Linked DNA regions of Mustela erminea: region 1 is linked to region 2. A link is a contact called in public Hi-C data. All regions are on one chromosome and are shown on one strand. The core of a region is the stretch at or near the end of the contact, and the rest is flanking DNA. Distances in the headings are between cores, read along the strand shown. Region 1 holds the start of CEP55 (centrosomal protein of 55 kDa). Region 2 overlaps MYOF (myoferlin).

Region 1 (5,768 bases), core at 3,247-5,746, 110 kb after region 2:
AACATCATGTGTGAGCTGAAACAGTTGAGCGGTGAGCCTAAGCAGGTGGGGGGGGGGTGGCACCTGCCCAGAGACACTTGTTTGCTTTGTTAATAACAACTAACATCTAATGACTGCTGGCTATGTGTCAGATGCTACCCTAAGCATTTTATTTTTTCTCATTCAATCTTTCCACTGCCCTATGCTATGAGGTAAGTATGATTTTATCATCCCCATTTTACAGATGAGGAAACTGAGGACTGGTTTGGTTAAGCAGTGCACATGTTCTCACAGTGAGTGACCAGATCTAGTGATTAGCCTAGCCTGCTTCTAGACTCCACGCTCTTCCCTCCATGCCTCAGTGGGGACTTGACGAGAGATGCATTCTTCAGCAGGGAAGCAAAATGATTGAATTATATACCAATACTCTGAATACAAATGAAACATCTTAACAACACCACAGACTAAAAATTAATTGAAAAGGAGCTGAAACAAGCAGAGCAGTCAGTGCCCAAGGAGCTGCTCTCTTCAAACAGAATGCACCAGGAACTGAGAACCAACTCTGCTAAATGAGATTAGTCAGCAGGCACAATCTGCCCAACCTGGCCCGGAAATTGTTTTCAAACGTGTTACTTACTGATAGGGCCGCTTTGATCTCAGCTAAATGCTAACAGTGTCTCCCTATTTACTGATTTAGATTGCAGCCCTTCCTGGCTGACCATGCGTGAACTATTCTAACCCAGGAAAGAGCAGTGGGGTTAACCCTGAGAAGGTGCTGGGCTCTAAAATGATGCTTTTTGTGCCTGTTAATGAATACTGATTACCAAAAGGAGGAGAGTAAAGCATTTGTCTGTTTCTCCGCAGTAGTCTAGGGCAGAGGATGCCCAGATCAGTTCGTTCATTCATTCACTGGGCAAATATTAACTTCCTAATTTGTTCAAGCACCATGATGGTAGGTGTGGAGGATATGGTGGTGAGGGAAATCAGACAAATTCCTCAAGCAGTTTGCAGTCTAGTGAAGGAAAAGGACACCAGTCAAAGAATCACTAACAGGGGCACCTGGGTGGCTCACTTGGTTAAGCAGGTGCCTTCACCTCAGGTCATGATCCCAGAGTCCAGGGATCAAGCCCAGCATGGGGGCTCCCTGCTCAGCGGGGAGTCTGCTTCTCCCTCCTCCTCAGCCTGGTTGTGCTTTCTCTCTCTCCCTGTCAAATAAATACATAAAATCTTAAAAAAATAAAAATTCCTTAAAAATTATCATAAGAAGTGTGCAATTATAACTATAGTGAATGCTTTGAAGAAGTAGGGTGTAAAGGGAGAAGTAGGGTGTAAAGGGAGGAAATTCCCCTGCTCTAGGAAGCAGGAAAGCATTCCCTGAGGCTGTGAGGATTGAGCAGATATCTGAAAGGGAAAAGAGATAATAGTGGGAGCACAAGATTCGAGAACATCCCTATGGCAGGAAGAATGCTGCCTGGTCAAGGAATCAAAGGTGTCTAGAGCGGCTGGTTTGAGACCAGACTGGGAAGGTCAGCCTAGCCTTGCTAAGCCTGACAGAAAAAATCAGGGATTTGCTATTTTACGCCAAGAACAAAGGTGGGTCAATAAAATGTTTTCAGTGTTTCTTGGGGAATATGTGCCATGATTAGATCTGCATTATTCCAGAAAAATCCCTACTGAAGGGAAATTGGATTGGAAGGAGATAAGAGTTTATTTAGTCCTTCTCTTCCTGCATTTAAAGAACATTTATTGTATGTATACTGATGCTGTCCAATAGGAATATAACCAAAGCCACATTTATTATTTTGAATTTTCTAGAAGTCACAGTAAAGAAAGTAAATAAGAGTCCTAGCGAGATTAATTTTAGTATATTTTGTTTTGCCCAATATATCTATAATATTACCATCTCAGCATGTAGCAATATAAAAGAAGTACTAGTGAAGTATTTACTTTTTTTTCATACTTAGTCTTTGAAATCTGCTGTGTATTTCACACAGCTCAACTCAGAAACAAAATTTTCAATAGAAATACATCTGTATTTCAATTTAATAAAATTACACTTAAAAAGTTTACATAGCCAAGTTGTTCCAAACATACTTAAAAGCTTCATAACTGAATCAACTACCAGTTTTTAAATTAAAATTGAGTAATATTAAAAATTTAGTTCCACCATCACAGCTGCCACATTTCAAACACTCAACAGCCATATATGGTTAGCGCTGCATATTGGACAGAGCAGAGGGAAATTTTCCATCACTGCAGAAGGCTTTATTGGCAAACATAGATGTATCTGCTGATGAGGCCCTGGGAACTCATCAGCATCCTTTTGGAAGTCCTAATCTTTCAAAAGTGTTGACCATATTCATCTAGAACTCCACTATTTCATTTTATGAGAGCTGAACGTATTCAGCAGGCTTTTGGTAGTGTTTTTTGTTTCTCAGGAAGATTTTCCTACTGGGAGGAAAATGAACTAATCTGTTGAACTAAAGATCCAGTCTGCTTGGCTGTTCATTTCTTTTTGAATCCTTGCCCTAGGATCCCTCCGAGTAAACCAAGTAAGCCAAGTAAGCAGAGTCAACATCAAAGTGCTAGCACTTTTGTGAGGCCTTATGCAAACTACAACTCCTCACACTTCATGCCTGGCAGCACCTATCTGCAAAGAGCAAACATTGATTTTTCAGGTCTCATAATGATAATTACAAAATTTAACAAACCACAGGACCAGTGAGCTTCCTACTGGGCTCTTGTTCCTCAGGGGTCCCCAGTCACACCGGGAGCTCCCACCAGAAGAGAGGGACCTGGGAGCAGAAGTGTCATTGAGGTGTCTGGCTCAGTAGGCCCAGGCACCAGGGCCCCAGCTGCTGGTCTGATCTGCCAGGTGCCCGCCCTCTTCACATAGTAACCCCCCACCCCTGGCTCTCCCTCTTCTTTACTCCCCATTTGGCTCAAAACTGAGCAGTGTGATTTCTTTCTCTGTCACTCTAAGAATTATTGCAAATTTCTATGGAAACTAATTTTGCCCTTGCTCTCAACTGTAGGCAATGCATAACATTCACACCCACCTTTGTCTTTTGCCACGACTTCCTCCTACCCCAATCCCATCTGATACTTTATCACAACAGATGTGAAAAAGCCCAATTCTATTCACTTTTCCATCAGAAATGTGAGCTCCTTGGAAGCAGGAACCAAACGTTATCTTCTTGTGTTTTAAAAAAAAATCTTTAAAATTCTCTACCCAGCTTCTCATCCATTTTACTTAGTTACATGAGTGATTGTTGCTTTTTCTTCTTCTTTTTTTTTTCTTTTAAAGATTTTATTTATTTATTTGACAGACAGAGAGAAGGAAGCAGGCTCCCTGCTGAGCAGAGAGCCCAGTGCGGGGCGCGATCCCAGGACTCTGGGATCATGACCTGAACCAAAGGCAGAGGCTTTAACCCACTGAGCCACCCAGGCGCCCCTGATTGTTGCTTCTTGTGTAATAATGCCTAATTATTGAGCATTAAATGGCAAGTTGAGCATTAAATGGCAAGCCCTTTACACAGATTCTCCCATTTAATTCTTATATCCATTCTATAGGGTAGATATTATTTTCACTGTTTTACAGATTAGGAAACCGAGGCTCTGGGAGATTAAATAACATTTAAAATCACACATCTATCCAGTGAGAGGCAGTCAGGAACTAAAAGCAGTTCTAATCTCGTGTTTACTGCTATGTGACACTGCTTTCCTAGGACGTTTTGCTACTGTATCCTTTTATTAAGTTTCTGGTGAGTTTACACTTGGTCTAAGAGAGAAAGGTTAGGCTCTGTCAAACACTCTCTGTGCCTCTTCCTTTTAGCAATAAGGCCCCTAAAGAGGCTAAGCAAGACCCAGACTTGACCAACAGACATCAGGCCAGACTACAGCAATCTGGAGCAAATGCCTGCCTCCTCTCCTCTAGGGCTCCTAATCTCTGAGCTCAGTCTGGGGGTGCTTATCAGTTCTCCTCCCTGCTACACTCCCCAGTACTCCACCCCTGACTTTTGGCAGGAGAAAGGTTCAGCCCAATGGGAAGACAGGCTGTCCGCCCTTAGGGAATGCAGTTCTCTCATGCTATAACGGGCAAAACTGGTACCTAGAAGGGCAAATGATGCTCAAGGATACAAAACGAGTTAGTCGCAGTTCAGTTACTGGGTTTCGCTCACTGAGCACAGTAATGTGCTTCATCCCCAAAGCAGACAAACGCAAACCAGCTCCTCAGAAGGGAACACCGAGCCTTAGGTCGGAGTCTTCAGAAAAGCCCAGGGAAAGCCTCAGAATAGGGCTGCGGACCCAGGAACAGGACTTCAGTCCTCAGTCCCGCCCCTGCCCCGGCTCCCTCAGACTCACCCCAGTCCCACCTCGCGTCCTAGTTCTAGGCCCCGCCCCCTTGGAGGCCGCAGCCAATCGGGGAGCCGCGAGCCCGCCGCTTGTGGCGCGCCCCCCTTCCTGCCAGCCCCGCCCCCGCCGGCAGTGACGTGCCCCGCCCCGCAGCCGCGGGATTCAAACTCCCGGAAGCGGCGCCCGTGCCGCAGGGTGTGACTGAGCCGACGCGAACGCCGGCACTGGCCTCAGGTGCCGGCTGGCGGTGGGGAGGCGACAGCCGAGGGTGACAAGGGCAACCAGGGCCCGCAGCCTCGAGGCAGATCTGACGGCGAGAGAGGCGGGATCAGCAGGCGGACAGCGTCGGCTTCGACTCAATCTCTGCCCGTCCTGATATATGTCCCTTTTCCCTGGCGCTTGCCTGGCACCGGGTTGGGAGCCTCACGATCTTCGGCGTGTTGAACCTTCCTTACAGCTTTGCGGTGGGTACTACCGTCCTCTTCCCCCTCTCCTTTTTTTTTTTTTTTTTTTTGGCACAGAGAGGCCAAGCGACTTGGCTAGGGTCTTTCGTGAAAACATCAATTTGCCCATTACCAAGCACGTTCTTGTCTGTTCTACAAACATCTTCATTTTAGAGGTGGGGGGGAAAAAAAGTGCCTCATTTTGCAGGTTTCCTTTGCCTCCCTGTTTGCCCACACAGCTCCCGTGTGAGGGTTTTTGTAAGATTTTTAAAAGATTTATTTGTTTTGCGAGAGAGGGAGAGCCGATGCACAAGAGGGAGGGCAGAAGGAGAAGCAGAGAGACTCTTACGCAGCCCTGCAGCACCCGGAGATCACCACCTGAGCTTGAAACCACCGACTGTGCCACCCAGGCGCCCCGTTTTTGTAAGATTTGCCTCCGCTTGGGAAGAATGTGGCCTGTAGCCTATGCCTTGTGGAGGTTGTTGGATCGCGGTTTGTTTGGTCACCTCCTGTCCAGCATTTCTAAGATCTCTTCAGCCAAGCAATAAATACGCATTGAGCAGCTGTTGTTAGGTGCTGTGAGTGACAAAAATAATTCAAAGTTCAGCCCCTGAAACAACTGTTGAACAAATTTAAAAAGCGGATGTAGGGTGGGAGTAAACAATGTGTCCTATGGCATATTAGCTTATACAGAGAGAAGGCTTCCTGAAGAAGGGACAGTGGGTCAAAGTTTGAGAAGTGTGAGCCCTGTGAGTATCAGCCTGCCGGGGATAGAAGAAACAGGGAAGGGAGGTTGGTAGGACTAAGTGGTGGGGCGCTGTGAGATCCCAGCAGGGTCCAGTCCAGAAGCTAGAAACAGGAGAGTGTTTCATTGCAAGAGTTCTGTCCAGAGGTCAGGAACTAATGTCCATAGGTTCCTTGCAGTTCTACTGACCTATATAGTTCCAACATTCTGTTTCAGTGATTTGATTGAAAAATAGTTTTCTGTCT
Region 2 (5,860 bases), core at 2,886-5,385:
GCTGGGACTGGCCGGGGACAGGGTTGCCAAACCATGCCCACGGGACTGTTTTGGATTTCTAGGTTTTCAGCCCTGGGCCCTCCCTTGGTTCTCCATAAGCACACACAGAGCAATTTTTAATGCAGGGTCCTGGGGTGGGCTTATGGGGTCTACGAAGCTCCTGAATCATGTATTAAACGTTGGTTGCATGTGAAATGTGCACGCTTCTGGAAGAGAGGGCTGGCAGCTTCCACCAGGTTCTTAAAGGAGCTCTAAAAATGTTCAGAACTACTGCTCTAAAGCAGCAGACTCTCAGTTCTCAATCCGAAGACCAGTTCGTGAGGGCACAGGCTGCACAGACTATCTCTACTACTTCTTTTTTTCCTCTTCCTGAACACTCACTACAAGGGAAGGGAAGGAGGCCTTGCTTAGCATGAGCCATTAGAAATAAGAGGAAAATTCCTGCCAGAAAGCACGGCATTCACAATGGCACGTTACTATTAGTGTCACAGAGATCTCTCCAGAAGTGTCCTTGACTGAATGCCAGCAGACGCCCGGCCACTCTCTGGGAATTACCGCGCCGGGGGAAGGTGCCCCCAAATGGGTTGGAATTGATCACGATCGCCCTAGTCACCCCGTGATCAGCAAACAAAGCAGCCCCTTCCCGGGAATGCGGGTTGTGCGTGGAAGCAGTTCACAGTACACGGAGGTGAGGCCGTACCTTCAGCAAGATGGTCTGGGTTTTCCCGCAGTACTTGCCAGACGCAGTCTCCCCACTGGTGGAGTAGAGAACCTGATGGGCGGGAATGCGTGCATAGGCCAGTCTTTTCTCTCCCCGGATCATCCAGATGATAACATCCGGCATGCTGTTCTGCGGCTGGTCACGCCGGCGGATGGAGAAGGGGCGGAGCTGGAGTTAGTCTGAGGGCGGAGGGACTGGACGCCCCGCCCACTGGCTCCTCAGGGCTCCCCTTAGCCCAGAAACTCTGTGGGGGGGGGGATCTGTCTGAATTCCGGAGTCCCCTACCTTCTGGGACCACCCGGAGCCTGCGGGGCTGGGAGGCCGACCGGTGCTGGCCGGAAGGAACAGGGCGAAGCGGAGGGGAGCTTCACCGCCCAAACCCTGCCCTCCACAGCGCTGAGAGGTATTTGACCAAACACCCCCTTTTCTCTCACCCACCATCTGAAGAAAGCCCTTGACAGCGGTCAAGGGTTACAGGATTCACACAGGTCACAGGACATAGACAAAGCATCCCCAGCTCACAATCCTGTGTTTGCCCAATTGGAGATATTCATTTTTTTTTTTAAGATTTTATTTATTTATTTGACAGACAAGTGGGCAGAGAGGCAGGCAGAGAGAGATGAAGGGAAGCAGGCTCCCCACTAAGCAGAGAGCCAGACGCAGGGCTCGATCCCAGGACCCGGGGATCACGACCTGAGCCAAAGGTAGAGGCTTTAACCCACTGAGCCACCCAGGTGCCCCTCATTTAGTTTTTTTTTAAACCTCCTTTTTTCTGATTATAAAGGGGATATACGTTCACCATAAGGGAACTTTGAAAGTACTAAAACACAGAAAGCAGAAAATAAAAATTACTAATAATCCATGTTTTGGCACATGTATTTCTATCCACAACTATAGGATGATCCCCCTCCAGCTGAAACTCTGAAGCCCAGTCGGAGGGGTTTCCTAGGCTCTTGGATTTCCAGTCCCCAGAGGTTAATGTGTGCTGCGTACTGTGCTAAGCCCTTTACGGTCATCATCTCCTTGAATCTTCACAATACAGTGCTGTGAAGGGAGTACTACAATGGTCTCCGTTTTATACATGGGGACACTGAAGCTTACAGAGGCTGCCCAAGTTTACACATGGTAGATTCAGAATTTGCAAGCAGGTCTTCCCAATCCCAAGCAAAGAGGGCACGTCCATCCTCTGTGCCACAGATCTGACGTTATCCCTCAACTTGAGGTATTCTCTGCTTAAATCATGATAATGACAATGATTTATCGACCGTGAAGCCTTTCCAGGACCCCCAACTCAATGTTCTTCTCCTGTCCCCATTTCAGTGATGCTCAGCCCATTACCCATGAGCATCCCAGCCCAGTAACTCCTCAGCTGCCTGCTCTTGTCAGATCTGCTCAATATCCCAGATACTAGATTCTCCAACCGCCTTCTCTAGCCGTGGTGCCATTCCACAGAATCCCTCTTCCGAAATACCAAGTGACCTTTGAGGAGTTTAAAAGTCCTACCTCTTCAGTCAGTTGGAGCAATTTTTCAAGCCAGTCCTCGATTTCTGCCAGTGTAGACTTCACCTCCGTGGCCTCAGACCTCATCCTCACAGCTGCCTCGTGGATCTGGGAGAGAGATCGGGACCGCAGCTTTTGGATCTGAGTGTCAAGAATTGTGACATTGGCTTTTCCTTCCAGGAGAGGCAATGTGTACCTAAAGAAAGAAAAGAAATGAAACAGATATTCTGCAGAACAGCTTTCTGCGCGTCAGAGCTGTCGAATCCATTTCTGTTTGACTTCCATCTTGGGAGCCGTGTCTGTGGTGTTGGCAGAGCCGACCTGCTTGACAGATTCTGAGCATTGCGGGGGGATTAACATTCCAAAGCAATTTCTTGGGTTTAACTCTAGACCCCGTGGAGTCACTGGAGAGAAGATGGAAACAGCCGCAGCATTTGGGAGGAACACATCTTCCTTTTTTTTTGCTTCTTACAACCGGAGTACAAACCCACAAGATGAAGGCAGATCACAGAGAATTCGGCAGAAGGGTTCCCAAGGACCACACCACCTCTAGGCAGTGCGTGGAGGAGGGCAGGGGGTCTCGGCAGGTCTGCAAACTCCTGGAACTTATTTTAAAATCTGTGTCCGTGTTGGCAGGCCTTGCCACGTATGACAAAGACCCCATGCTTTGGAGCCGACCATCTGGGTACAAATCCTGACCCACCATTTACTAGTTCTGTGATTCTGAGCAGTTAATCTCTTTGTTTTCCTATCTTCAAAGCTGGGACAAGAGCATCTAACTGTTAGGGCTGCTGTGAGAATAAATGAATTCATATATGGAGAGCACTTAGAACAATGCCGACTGCTGAGTAAAGTCTGAATGATGTGGCCTTCGTCATTAAGCTTTGTCTTCCTCATTATCCATCTCATTAGATATTTGAAGGGGCCCATTAGTTTCCCAAAAGGTTAAGAACCACTTGTGGAGGCAAAGCTCCCATTAAAATGAGAAGTCTAGAACCGCTGAGCTGGGGCCAGAATTCACCTTCTTCTGCAGAGTCTTCCTCTCACCGCGGCAGCTGGTGGGGCCTCTAGGGGAGCCTGTCACCAATTCCAGGAAGTTCTACTCACATTGTTTCTACCTAGAAATTCCATTGATTTGAATGTCCCCTAGCTGCTGTTGCTTCTTCTTCTTCTTTTTTTTTTTTTTTGGTCCCCTAGCTTCTTAAATGAAGGACATCCCAGCATGACTTCCTTTAAACACAAGTTTCCTGTTACATCACATTAAAAAGATTCCATTTGATCCTTCAAAAACAGTTCACATCCATTTGGTTCAAAACCTGTGTCAATAGATGGTTCTGTGTTTTGCTCAGCAAATCCTGAAATTCACAGAATTTTCCACATGAAGGTATTACCAAATGTTTCTGTTTGGTTGCATTAGTAATTGTGGTCATAGGCTGGAAAGGTTAAGTCCCAGGAATAATTCCTCAAGGCACAAAATGCATATGGAAGCCGCTAGCTCCAAAGTCACACAGGAGACCTTCCATAAAGAGATACTGCCTGTGTGAAGCATGTTATGGGACAAGTTGTGTGGAAAAACCTAGCTCTGGTTATCAAATGCACCACTTCACCTCCTTGGGCCTCTCTTTGCTCACCCCTAAATAAGGAGACTGGGAGAGATGACCTTTAAGACCCAGCTTTAAATCCTCTGAATTGAAGTGCCAGCAGGGCTCTGATCTCAGCTGGGCTTCAATGACCTAGTGAAACCACTAGAAGGCACAAGATGACAGGGAGACTGAGGGTGTCAGCCTCGAGTTGGGGGTGAGGGTGGGGGTGGGGAACCATTCCTAATTTTTGCTGCTTAGGAGAAGTTTTCAATAGGCTTTTCTTTTGTAACTTCCTTGTCCACTGCACTATTAGTCAATATTTAAAATGAGTTTGGGATGAATCACTTCCCCCTTTGATTTCCAAATGCCCAGGGATCTGAGCTGTTTCCCCAAAGTCACAGTCCTAAAAGGGTTTCCGGCTCAAGTCAAATCTACTGGCTTTGTGAAGGGAGTCTTAGCCACAATTCAATAGGCACTCAGTTAAAAAGGCAAGTAAAAAGGCTGTTTCTAAAAACATGTTTGTGAACTAGGACTGTTATTCTGAATGGCAAAAGTCAATGCCCCACCCTGAGGCCTCATTCTCTGTGGGAGGCAGGAGTCCCCTTGTTCCTGGCAGTGGGCACACAGGGATTGACGGGAGGGAGTCAGGCCTAGGCCTGCTCCCTCCTTCCGTCTCCCCACCACTTGCCTGGGCTGCCCTGGGAGGTGCTTCCAGAAGAGGCCTCCAGCCTCCTGGCCTCCCCTCCCGGAGGCTGCTTCAAAACTGGCCCAGAATCCGAAAGTGGAGCTTTTCCAGGTGGTGATTCAGAGACTCCTCCCAGTGACTGGGGCCTTTTGAGAACCTCGACTTTTTTTCAGGCAAACAATGGAAACAATTCTAGAGGGTCTTTTAGTCTTACAGTTCTAGGAAGGAAAGCATGACTGGGAATTCTGAGATAGGAACAAGGTCACTGTACCTTGTATCTTCTATAACTTCATCAATCAGCTTCAACCATATTTCGGCCAGCTGGTTTGCAGGAACTTTACCTTGCATCCCTGCTTTCAGAGCCTCAAGATTCAATTGCTGGAGAATTTGGAAAGAGGAAATAATTGGTCATTGTGCATTATGCTGTTAAACTCAGTAAAGGTTGAACGTTTATCTTTAAGAAAAAAATGCACAAAAGGCTTAACAGAAAAACCAGAGCATTTAATTTCTTACATTTAAAAAATGCTCACCATAGCTTAGCACTATTCACTTGTCTTTAAAATGCAATCAATGCTGACATGTACAAGTAATAGGACAATCTCTCCTACACCTTTGGCCTTTGAAACCATGTAAATATTTTATGTATTCAAAGAGGAAATAAAATAAAACCAATAAAGACGGGGGAAGGAACCCCAACATGGAACATAGAACAGAAACAAATGACCGCTATTGCAGATGAATAGCATAACTACACCAAACTAACCCAAATAACTTTTGAACATAATATTTTGATGATACACCCTCAGTTTAAAGAAAGGAAAGAACCATGAACATATCAAACTCTAAACTGATTTGCTTTTCACAGTGGTTTATCTGTGGATTTTAGGATTTACCAAATGAACAAATGAGGTTTCTCACTCTTGGAGAAAGGAGTTATAACTGCAGGAATCAGGAAGACTAGAATAAACCTGATCATGGGAAAACACCATCTTGTCCAGTTGAGCATGGATTATGGACAGCCTGGCCAATGTTGATGAATAAGGCTGAAGAACACCCAAAACATCATCAGAATAGAGGGGTGACCAATTCTTTACTAAGTTCCTCAAGACAGAGGACTGGAAGTTCATACCATAACTACACTGCATATCACCTGCAGCTTTGTTATGGGAACGGTTATGCTTCAGTTGACTTAAACCTACAATTCTCCTTCAATATTGTCTTCATAACATAAAACAGTATTTTCAGGCTTTGCCATGGACTCTTTGTTCAGGTATATTCCAGGACCCCCAAACATGTTGGTCCCACCCTGACAGAGGTTAAAGCTTAGAAAATATTAACACTAATGTAATCTGGAAATCAAAACACTAATAA

The links. A called contact is a pair of places that touch in the nucleus more often than the background predicts.
Region 1: a Hi-C map of fibroblasts shows a contact between it and region 2, with 4 times the contacts expected there. The contact joins the promoter of CEP55 here to the enhancer-like site in region 2. A contact is called at or near these places in 2 of 3 Hi-C or Micro-C datasets (fibroblasts and spleen).

What each region holds. Positions count from the first base shown.
Region 1 is chr14:58,803,983-58,809,750 of mMusErm1.Pri, forward strand. CEP55 (centrosomal protein of 55 kDa) reads left to right here and starts at 4,497. Exons shown (of 9, transcript XM_032313417.1): 1 at 4,497-4,799.
Region 2 is chr14:58,695,731-58,701,590 of mMusErm1.Pri, forward strand. It overlaps MYOF (myoferlin), which reads right to left. Exons shown (of 53, transcript XM_032314143.1): 21 at 4,761-4,867; 22 at 2,225-2,417; 23 at 701-856. Among named protein-coding and RNA genes, the nearest start is that of MYOF, 100 kb to the right of the region's middle. Within about 2 kb of position 4,136, the one cell type or tissue checked has open chromatin away from gene starts, as enhancers often do. A contact at or near this core is called in fibroblasts, where this site is marked.